Linked DNA regions of Mus musculus: region 1 is linked to region 2. A link is a contact called in public Hi-C data. All regions are on one chromosome and are shown on one strand. Each heading gives the region's core, a stretch centred on a gene start, on an enhancer-like site or on the middle of the called end of the contact. The rest is flanking DNA. Distances are from core to core; before and after follow the strand shown.

What was found. A called contact is a pair of places that touch in the nucleus more often than the background predicts.
Region 1: a Hi-C map of the N1E-115 cell line shows a contact between it and region 2, with 3 times the contacts expected there. The contact joins two enhancer-like sites. A contact is called at or near these places in 12 of 484 Hi-C or Micro-C datasets (the BV-2 cell line, the N1E-115 cell line, cerebral cortex and 5 more), 3 of 115 datasets of contacts at active chromatin or transcription factors (double positive thymocytes, embryonic stem cells and stem cell-derived neural progenitor cells) and 1 of 9 other capture datasets (embryonic stem cells).

Annotation. Positions count from the first base shown.
Region 1 is chr9:47,907,222-47,912,743 of GRCm38.p6, forward strand. No RefSeq gene overlaps it. Among named protein-coding and RNA genes, the nearest start is that of Gm32016, 29 kb to the right of the region's middle. Within about 2 kb of position 3,415, at least 53 of the 459 cell types and tissues checked have an H3K27ac peak or open chromatin away from gene starts, as enhancers often do. A contact at or near this core is called in the N1E-115 cell line and cerebral cortex, where this site is marked.
Region 2 is chr9:47,706,463-47,712,037 of GRCm38.p6, forward strand. All of the region lies in intron 1 of Cadm1 (cell adhesion molecule 1), which reads left to right. Among named protein-coding and RNA genes, the nearest start is that of Gm10677, 110 kb to the right of the region's middle. Within about 2 kb of position 1,544, at least 40 of the 459 cell types and tissues checked have an H3K27ac peak or open chromatin away from gene starts, as enhancers often do. A contact at or near this core is called in the N1E-115 cell line and cerebral cortex, where this site is marked.

The sequences.
Region 1 (5,522 bases), core at 2,165-4,664, 200 kb after region 2:
GCTATGTCTTCTTGCAGCTGGCTGTCACTCCTAAAGGATACAATGACATTGACTTCACAGGATGAGTGCTTTGTTCTTGGTCAGCTTGCAAATAAATATTTGTACACCTGGAGAGCCCAGCCTGACATCTGCTTTCACAGACACACAGCACCTGGGACTAGGAGCACCTCCCTTGTCCTTGCGAAAGAACCAATCAGTTCAGGTTGCTTTGCCTCAGGAGAAAATCTTGCAAAATTTTGGTTCTCAACCCTGTCTGAATAAACAGAAATGGGGAATTTTGAAAAACCCTGGAAAGTGTTGAAAGCCTTGGGGGGGGGGAGGGCAAAATTATGTAGGGAAAAAACACTCCTTAAAAGTTACCATTGTGGGTCAGCAAGTTGGCTCTTCAAGTACAACATCTGCCACCAAGACTGAGTTCCGTCCTGGTGCCCTCACATGGTGGAAGGAGGGAACTGATAACCCCCTAAAATGACCAATGTCCAATGACCTCCGAAAGTGGCATGCCACACAGAAGCATGCATACACAAAAATGCAACTTAGGAAGTATCATTTAGCACTGCTAAATGCACATAAAATATATTCATAATTTCTCTGCAACAGTTGCCACTGTACCTTCTCAGGACTGCACCGTCACGTAACTATCATTCACGAGCACTCCAGATTTCTGCCTCCCAGGTCCCTGGCAACCACCAGGCTGCCTTTCCTTCAGGCAGCTTTGCACACTCAATGGGGACTCCTATGACAAGTGTCCTGTTGTGTTGCATGTTCCAGGATTCGACTTGGCAGTGTTGGTTCAGAGTTACTTCCCCTGTGAGTCCAAATGATGTTCAGGGTATACATACTCCACTTTATGCACCCATTTGCCTATTGATGAACATTTGACCAGAGATTTTTTTCCCAACGGTGAGTGTAAGGTTGACAGACAAACCCCAGTTCTGGTATTGCTGTGTTACCTTGGACACGTCACTCAGCTTCTCTGAACCCATTACTTGACACACCTCCTTTCTTGATCCTTAGACTTTGCCTTCGAAGAGCACAACAAGGAACACGTGTAAATAGCCAGAGTCTCAACGTCTTAGTGTTCTGCGGTGCGTGTTCTCCTCAGGAGCAATGGGGGAAAAAAACCCAGAAAACAAACCTTTTTCTTCTCTAACGCTAGCAATTACTTCTGTTTTCCAAGGTTTTGCCTGTTTTCCAAACATGGTTGAATGTAAATATCTCGAGGCTCTGTATCTCGTAGCTCAATTTATTACAAAACTTTGAAATATTTAAGGGTAAATTCAATTAGTAAAAGTGTAATTACTGCAGAAATAAACTATACTTTAAATTTTAATATGCCAAAGAGGATAGCTTTCCTGGCGGAGCCAGCCCTGTGTGATGTATTTTTAATATTTCTAAACTAACAAAGTGATACTCGACTTAGAAAAGACACTAAGACAATTATTCTACATTTCATCCCCCCCCTGAAAAAGACCATAGTTTGCCCTCAGTTGAAATAAATGGACCCCTTTGTGTGATTCTGTGAATTTAAACAGTCTATTTTCCTAGGTGAACTTTCCCTGCTTCTATAACTGAAAGGAAAGTGCCTGTGGGGGGCTAAGCCCCTCAGAGGGAGGAGGAGAAGGTGCTAAGAAGAGGCTGCACTTTGACCCTGTCCCTTGTGACCCTTGGCCTCAGGGACTGCTCAGGTGGAAGCAGGGCTCTGTTGAAGTAGGATAGGGTGACAAGGGAGGCTGGGGGCTATGGAGTTTGGCTAGGGCTCATCTTCAAAGACGCCAGGACATGTAACAGTCTCCAGGTTCTAGACAATACCTAGGCTCCAGCAGCCTCCCTACAGCCAGACAGAGAGGCAAAGGCCAAGGCAAAGGAAGGAACTACCAGGCTAAGAGGCAGGTCTCAGCGCAGCCCCTCCCTGGCCTGTCCACACTTCCAGTGAAGCTTCCAGCTCATGGGAGCCGAGAGGCCTGGTGCTGGCCAAATTCTCTCACCCAAGGCTTCCCAGCACTTGGAGGGCCAGTAATTAGTCAGTAATTACCCCGTTTATTGCCTCATTAGGGGGACCACCTTTTGGCAAGCTTTTCCAGGAATAGTCTCTTCTCCAGCACAGGCTTCTCAGTGCTGGGGAGGGAGCAGGCAGGCTTCCTGGCTGCACTGCTGTGCGAGTGGAATTAGGTCCAGTCCCATCCTCACCTATGCATCCTTGGCCTTGGCCTCCACCCAACGCTCTGCCTTTACATTTATCATTAACTAGCTAGGTTGAGCGGGTCCCACTAGACCCCTTTCCCTTCTACCTTACTGTAACCAAGAAGCGTCAGATGCCAGCTTGGCATCTGGCTTTCTCCTTGGTCTTTCTCTAGTCCTCCCATTTCCTACCTGCATGTGACTTCAGGGGCTTGAGACAATGGCCTTAGTGTCCTTTAGAATCCAGACACTGGGGGACTTGATAGTTCTAGCAGCATAGCACACTCTACCTGGGCACCAGGATGGCAACACACAACACATCCCATGCTTCTGCAAGCGTCATTTTCAGCTCGTAGGGTAGGGATGGGAGAATGGAGAGAGGGAGTTGGATCTGCTACCATCTATGCCCCTATGTCTTACAAAGGAGTCATGGGCAAAATTGGGTGGATCAGAAGGGGATGGGGCTAGAGAAAGAACTTGTTTTTCAGTTGAACCCAAATGAGAACACTTTCTTTGGAGCACAGTGGGTTCATACAGATTCGCTGTTGGTGCCTCAGCCACAACATTGAGGCCCACTCAGTTTACAAAGACAAGAACAAAGATTGGCACAAGGAAGAAAGACTCAGCACCAGTACCTTACCCAGCATGTGTTTGCGGGTGGGCATCTTATTCTGCATATCCCAGTTAAACAGCTTCATTTTCGAGTCCCCGCCTTGCCTATCCTAACACACTCCACTCCCTCAGCCTAAAAAGGTCATCATAGCCATTTCTTTGTGTCCTCTGAAGCTTTCCATGGAATGCCAACCTGGGACTTCACACGGCTGGAACATGGTTTTGTAGGATAACCCTGTGTTCCCCTGACCTTTAGCTGTTTATCACTGTAGCTGGGGCATCCATTCTCTGACTTTCCCTGGTCTGGAAGGACATTTCCAAGGGTATCCTGTCCTTTGATCTCTGTGAGAAGCATATACTTTCCCAACACTACCAGAAAGATTAATCTTACCATCTCAGGAGCCCCCCCTTACACTCAGCGCAGGGAAATTTGGATAGGTCTGGCCCTCCCCGTAGTGTCAAGACCAGCAGGATCTCAAGGCAGGGGTGCAGGCTGCTGTTTGCATGAGCTCTGCACTCAAATGTAGGGTGGGACCTGGCACCTGATCTCATTGTCTGCAGCTTCGTCTCTATGGAAGCTGCCTCCGTTGCTAAGTTACCACAACCCCTTCCGTGCAGCTTTAGAGCCCAGCGAGGAGGGATGCACAGATGGTATCAGGGTCTTGTACAAACACTACCCAGAGCCTTGGGCCAAGAATCTTTGTTAGAGGCGAGGGTCACATCATTCATTTATCCATCTGTCCGTATGTCCAGATGTCCATCCAGCCAGTAACAGTGTCATACTTTCCACTGCCAGGCTCCTTACTGTCACACTGTGTCAGGTAGTAAAGATACAGGAGCCCATTTCTCTAGAGCTCTCTGACAGCCCACTCTCAGCTTTGTTAATTAAACTTTAGCTATGCATCTCTTTATAATAAGAACAGTACTGGGCATTGGGCAGTGATTGCTGTGTGCCAGGTACTGTTATAAGAGCTTAAAGATTTTATTTGTATCTGTAGATGTGTATATGTGTGCCTATGTGTGTGCTCGTGTGTGTGTGTGTGTGTGTATGTTGAATGTGTATGTGTGCATGCTGCATGCGTGTGTGCATACTGCAAGTATTATGTGCATATGTGCATGTGCTCACGTGCATACACATCAGAAGGCAAGTACCTGCAGAGGCCAGAAAGAGTGTGAGATCCTGTGGAGCTGGAGTTACAAGTGGTTGTGAGCTGCCTGACTGTGGGTGCCGGGAACCAAACCCCCATCATCTCCAAGACCAGCACATAATTTTAATGCCTGAGTCATTTCTCCAGCCCCGGTTTTTAAGAGCAGACAACACCTAACGATCAGTTCTGCTTACTGTCCCATTAGGTGCTAGTCCCATCACAGTCCCCATCTTTGAAAGAACACAGAAGCACAGAGAATGATACAAGAGTTTATTAACCAGTTTAGCAGAGCCAGGACTGACGCTGGCGATATTGGTTCCCAAATACCCACCCTCCTGAACCCTAGGTACTGGTGCTAACATTTGGATTTATCCAGATCCATGGAGAACTTTAAGCAGGAGTTAGGACCAGACCAAAGTCATGCAGAGTGGTATATAGAAGCCAAGCTGAGTCAATGCAAGGGTGGGTGATGTGGACCAGGGAGGAACGCTGTGCAGGAATCCTGTGAGCAGAGAATCAGACCACAGACAGCAGGGGCTGGGTCAGAAAGACAGAGCTAATAAACAAAACAAAACAAACAAAACACAAGCAAAAACACCTCATGTGACAATCTATAGACTAGATTTAGATTTCTGAGTTTTCTCGTGTCTGCTCTTAATAATGTTCTTTTTCTCCCTTTTGGTAACTTGGTCCAAACCTTATTAATTTGAATAACATAGCTCAGTGAATTTTAAAATTTCTGTGCTTGGCCAGATTCAAAAGTTATCTGTTCTACTCTTCTCCACCCTAACCAGGCTTTGGATTCTGGTGGAAACAGTGTATGATCTGTGGTATCTCGCCTACTCAGTGCCTTCTTATTGGAGGTGGTGGTGGTGGGTCTTGATTAGGTTAAGGGCTGTGACTGCTTCTTTCCTGCTCTCCTTCTGAATCTGTTGTGTCTGGCGCTGAAGCCAAAGTGGAGACACAGCTGCTGCTAGGACAGAAGATGTCTTCGTAAGTGTGGTACCTTCAGATGCCCAGTGACATGCATGGAATGAATGAGGGTCTTAAAGAATATGAAAGGCATTCATGAATTTATGCTCCCAATGGAAATGAAGTAATGTGTGCTATGGAATGGAAGCTTGTGAAGGATAAGGATTCATGTGCGCATGCGTGTGCTCGTGTGCCTGTGTGTGTGTGTGTCTGTGTATGTGCCTGTGTGTGCACTCATGTGCATTTGTGTACAAGCTCATATGTTTCTCTGCTGGTGAGAGCACGCATGTGTATGGGTGTATCTGTTTAGGTGTGAATGCACATGTGGAGAAAATAGCTTTGGGCATTTTCCCTCTACCTTGTGTTTTTGAGACAGAGTCTCTCACTATCTTGGAATTTGTCAGCTGGCCAGAGAGCCCTAGGAATCAGGCTGATTCCATTTCCCTGCTCGGGATGGAAAGTGTGCATCACCATTCCTGGCCTATAAAGCAGATGTAAGTCCTGGGAAATGATTCAGGTTCTCACGCTTACATGGCACACACTTTCCAACCGAGCCATGTTCTCAGGCTAAGAGATCATTTTGAGATGGACGATTTCTGCATTTTGTGC
Region 2 (5,575 bases), core at 294-2,793:
TTGTAGATGCAGTAGTTTGTCCGCTGCAAACCCGGCTTCTGACAAACTGAAGGCTTGCTGTGCTCTGATATGTTAGCAGGCAATGCGTGGTTTTAATATTCATGGTCTCTAAGTGCTACCGACTGACATTCGGTACTAAATGTGCAGATACGGGTGCTGAGCGAAACACAGGCGGAGGACTTGCTAATTTGTATTCTAGATGGAAATCTTAAATTAGTTTCCAAGATTTTTAAATGGATTTTTAAATGCCGGGCACATAGGAGATTGAGTTCATATTAATATTTATAAGGTTTGAGAAGATATTTAGTGAAATATTTGTATAATTTAATTTTGGTCATAATCAAGAAGAAAACCATAACAAGAAGGACATTGCACTTTAGTTTGGTGACTCTTTGTAGCTCAGAGTTAGAATTATTTTTTTCTGGAAAAACTCATGCTGACCCCTGCATGTTTAAAGAGAACTTTTTTTTAAATTTATACCCAGAAGTTAGATGTTATGTGTGTATAAATTCCTTGAGTTGGATTGTTTTATGGTAATTTTATATAAGCTAATTAGGAAATCAGTATTGATAATGATTTTTTTTTAAGCCTTCATTGATAGTCCTGCAAAACTCCATATTGTAGCTGCTTTTATATTCTGTAGTACAGGGAAGAGCACCCTGGGTTCACAGGAAACCTGCTTCCTGTGGTTTTGCTTAGGGCTAATTGAGCTTAATGTAGTTTTGTGTGCAGAAGGTATTGACTTGTGCATAGTATTTAATTTGTGTAAATATGTGTGTATGTAATGTTTGGCCCCTCCGAGTTTTATTTTAAATGTAACCCTTGAAACTGGGATAATAGAAATTCGTAGCTTAGGCCTGCTAGCAATTGCAGGTGCCAACGGTTTAAACTGCTGTAGAAATACAATTATGAGCAGCCAAGAGCAAATCTTGTTTTAAGGTCCATGTGTAATGAATGCCTGTTAGTATTATAGAATACAATTAAAAAGAGGTTTACCTCTCCTAAGCTGTGATTGGTTCTTTCTGATGGAAATGTTGAGTCCCCTGAGTAGAATGTGTATTCAGCTCTCGGTGATTTAGACACCAGTGAGCCTGGCATACTGCAGGCTTGGATAAATTCAGGGCAGTTATAGTCAAGCAGAGATGGGAAAAGACTGAAAGATTAATGAGCGAGCTTAAAACAAAGCTTCAAAAATGAGAGCAGTGCTCTGCTCGGTCTTATATAATTGTGCAGAATAGAAGTCGGTTTTGGCGGCTGTTGTTAAAAAAAATTTTAGGATCTTGGCAGAAAATGTTTATTTGTTATAAAAATCGGACCTAGAGAATGCAAGTGAAAACCTGGGTTGAAATATCCAGTTCCTGCTTGGCTGTGTAGTCCTCAGAGACACACCCTGCCCATAGCCTCTTTTATTCTTGCTTGACCAAGCCTCTTCAGTTCTCCCCACTACACCCCCCACGGAACTTCCCACTGCTTCATGATGGTGAGGGCCAAAGTCCCAGCTCTGGCTACTCTCCAGGAAGTGCACATCTGGGTGGTGTTCCTGGAGGCCTCACTGGCACTCTTGCGTGTTGACCAAGGCCTAACAGATCAGGACCGTTCAGAAGCATGAGAGCCCTCTGCCACGGTAGCCCAACTTACTGCTGATTACCTGTGGATCCCAGTTTCTGGCTGGTGGCTTTCAATAGTAGCCTCGTGGCATTTCTTTACTAAGACTTAATGCAAGGGATCCTAATGGCTTTAAAATGCGCTTTTACCTTTGCCAATCCTTTTAATAGCCCCTGTAACTAACCTTCCATTTGCCCAACACTGTGGAGCTCTGCTGCGGAGCTGGTCATCCCGTAATGCGAGGCTGGGCACTCAGGGAAAGGGCAGCTCGTAATTAACGCAGTGCAGGTGAGCCATTTCTTTGATCCAGGGCTTGCCAGCGCAGTGAAGAAGAGCAGCCTTGGAAGAGAGACTGCCAACTCAGAAGAGGGTTCTCCAGTCTGTGTAGACACAGCAGCAGCCTTTCACTCTGCCTGTCCCTTTCTTCAAGGAGTTTGGCGCCACCTACAGGAGGCAGGAAGCGCGGTAACCTCAGCTTCTCATGGAAGCACTGGACTTCTCCCCGTGGTCATTCCTCATATTTAGGGTTTTTTTCCCCCCCTATCAAGTTGATCACTTGTTCAGCATGTAGTATTTATCAAGCCTCTCTTTGGCCACGGGATGATGCTAAGCTCTATGGGAAGAAAGGTTACGTCTGTACTAACTGTTTTGGCAGAAGATTCCTCACCGGTAATTGCTTGGTAAGGTCTCTGTTTCTGCTGCCCTGAGCCTTTTCCTTGGACACTCCAGCAAGAGAGAGCAGTTACAGATGGGCGTTGGAGGGGACAGCCTACAAGGGCTGCAGACTTCACTTTTGAGTTTCCTTTGTTTTTTTTTTTTTTTTTTTTTTTTGTGGACAGAGTGGCAGCCAATCCATTATTTTCTTGTTTGTTTCTATTTGTTTTCTTTGGAAAGAAATGTTGAGTTTAACAAAGGGGTGGGGGGAACTACAGTCAAGGAAGTTCAAGATGCATGATCCAGTTCAGAGACTTCAGGGGGAAAGACAGGTGATCGCTGTTGCTGGTGCATTAAAGGTGCTGAAGAGATAATGAGGATCAATTATTTTCATTCATCAGCCTTTCATAACTGTATCACTGAATTAAGCTCTCCATTGTTCCACGCTGGAGGGATTTGGCTTGAAAGGAGTTAAGAAGGTAGGTTTCTGCCTGCGAGTGAATGAGCTCAGCTCTCCCTTCCCCACCAGCACCCCTAACCCAGACCTGTTCTTGAACTCTCTGCCTGCACCCTGCTGGGTTTTTTGTGTCATCTTGCACCACACCCCGACCCCCACTCCACCACTCTGCCTCCCAGACCCACTGTGGCTCACATCAGCTTGAGCACGTGTCCTCATCTGTCCACTACAAAAGACACAGTCATGTAACCTGCCCTTCTTTGTAGTATTTCTAGCTTTTCTTTCCCCCCTCCTCCAACTTCTGGGCAAATGACATCATCATTCATTCAGGGTTCTGGGAAATAACTCCTGGTTATCTTCCACACGTTCCCCAAGAAACTCAAGTAGGTTCTGAGCCTGTCTCTTTACCTCTATAGCTTTTCGTAAATGTCCTTGTTTAAAACTGAATTTCTGTTTTGCTTTTCTGTCATTTCATCCTCTCGAATTTCCCGTAACTTTGTATTTTCTAAGTCATTTGTCTTCTTTAGAAATCCTTACTAGTTGGCTTCTAGTAGATTTGTATAATGGCCTGTTGGCTAGAGAGAGCTGTCTAGTCAAATGAAAAATTTCCCACCAAGCCCCATGTTAAAATAGACTGTGGAATTTGGATATTTTTCTGGGTTTAGACACTTAGGTTTCTATTTAAACATCAAAAGGAATTTACAGATAAGAAAAACATGTTAGTTATTTGATGGGGAAGGCCACACATTGGAGCTGAAACGATTTTAAATACAGTATTTCATATGTTTATACCAAACAACTGACTAATGGTTTCTAAAAATAAATATTTAGAGCATCACCTAAGCCGATGCACAGGCAGAGTACACAGAAAGTGTATTTGCTGTCATAGTCACCAGGGTAATGCAAATCAAAACCGCCTCACTACCCACCAGGATGGCTAAAGTTTAACAAAAGATAATAATTGCAGACAAAGGTGTGGAAAACCTGGCAACTTTATACATTCGTGGTAGAGATGTAACATGATGCAGTAAATTTGGAACCAGCTTGGTGGTTCCTCAAAGTATTAAAAATAGTGATCAAAGGATCCAGCAGTTCCATGCCTAGCAATGTACCCTGGGATCAAAATGTGTCTCCATAGAAACATGCTAGACAATGTTCAGCAGAAGTATTCATAATCACAAAACCCAGAAACAACCCAAATGCACACTGCTTAACAAATCGATAAGGAACACGTGGCGCATCCACTCAGTGGAATATTATGCAGTCTTTAACAGCAGCACACAGCATAGCATGGATGAGCTTAAAACACCATGCCAAGTGGGAGAAGTGCCATTTATCTGAAATTTCCAGGAAAGGCAAGGCTATAGCCACAGAAAATAAATTACTGGCTGCCGAATTGGGCAAAAGATGTGAGAATGAGTGCTCGTGGATGTGAGATGGTTTGGGGATGAAGTCAGGGTTTGTAACTTAGGTACTAGTGACAGGTACTGGGCCCTGTGAACCTCCTAGAGATTTCTAGCACCTTCTAGAGACCACTGAACTGTATATCCCAAATGCATGAATTATCATCTCCTATGTGCAGTAAAGCTGTAGATGGTAAAGTCATTTGCAAGTGTGCTTGTGTCTGATGCATCTTCATATCACCCCCAAATGCTTACACAACACTTGATAAGTAACTGAACAATGGAGGAATGAATGAATGAGGTCATAAGAATTCTTATAATATACGAGCAGTTTCTTGGCAAGTGCTCTGGGGGAGACTCGAAGAATGATGGCCAGACATCGAGCCTCTGTCCTTCTAGTCACTCATTTTGATGAGGCAGCTGCCTTGTCCATTGATCTGATGTCAGCCGGATGGAATCATGCTCTGCTCTGACGTCAGTGGGATAGGGGCTTTCCTTTTTCTCTGTTGAATGATGTTGGCGGCACACACTTGAGCAACTCTACACTGTGTGAATGGTTCGTGATACCAGTGCTCTGTTGTGACCTTTATTTTTATGAGCTGTGAGAATTAAGAACCTACCAGTTTTAGTTTAATTAAGCAGCAAGGCACAGCAGATGGTGCATTTGTGGGTAATGATTGCCTTCCTCGAGTTCCCTTAAGCAGCGCTCTAACCCTGTGGTAAGCTGTGCCTAGAGTGTTGCACCACGGTGACAAAACTGCCAGAAAGAGGGTCCCCATGGCAATGGTATCATCAGAAAATCATGGAGGACCTGGACACTACCACAAACTGAACTATAGTGTTAGGAGGAAGAAGCGCTAACTGTGTGGTTATAGCATATTACCATCCATCCATTCCAATATTTGCAAATAAAGTCTATGAAGGTTTTCATTACCCTGGTGTTGTTTTGTGTAATCTGGGGCAGGCATTAAGAATGCATTGGAATATGATTTGCATGTTTTAAAGTGCTGGGAGAAGATTGGTGAGATAGAGAAGCAGTGATTTTTTTATGTCAGGTTGTTTTATTATGTTTGCTTGTAGTCACTACAGAGGGCCGAGCGAGTGTCCTATGGTAGACATTTCTCCCAGGTACTGTGTGCTTACTGTTAGAGTGTTTACTCCAGAGGATGTTAAAAGCATCCCTAAGTGAACAGAATATGGAATGAATCTAGTGCTTCCCCCTGATTGTGCAGCCTTCCAGGAGGGAAATCTAATTGTTGAGGAGAAGTACTTTTCATTGTTAAGGGAGACGCTATCTGTCTAGCTCAAACTCTTCCCTTTACTATCTTTGAAAAACTGAATTACTTGAAAGCTGGCATAAAACTTATAATTGCACAATATTTTAGATCCTAAGATAATATGCCTCGATTTTTTCTCATTAATGCAATATATGAAATCATCAAAATGAAATACATTC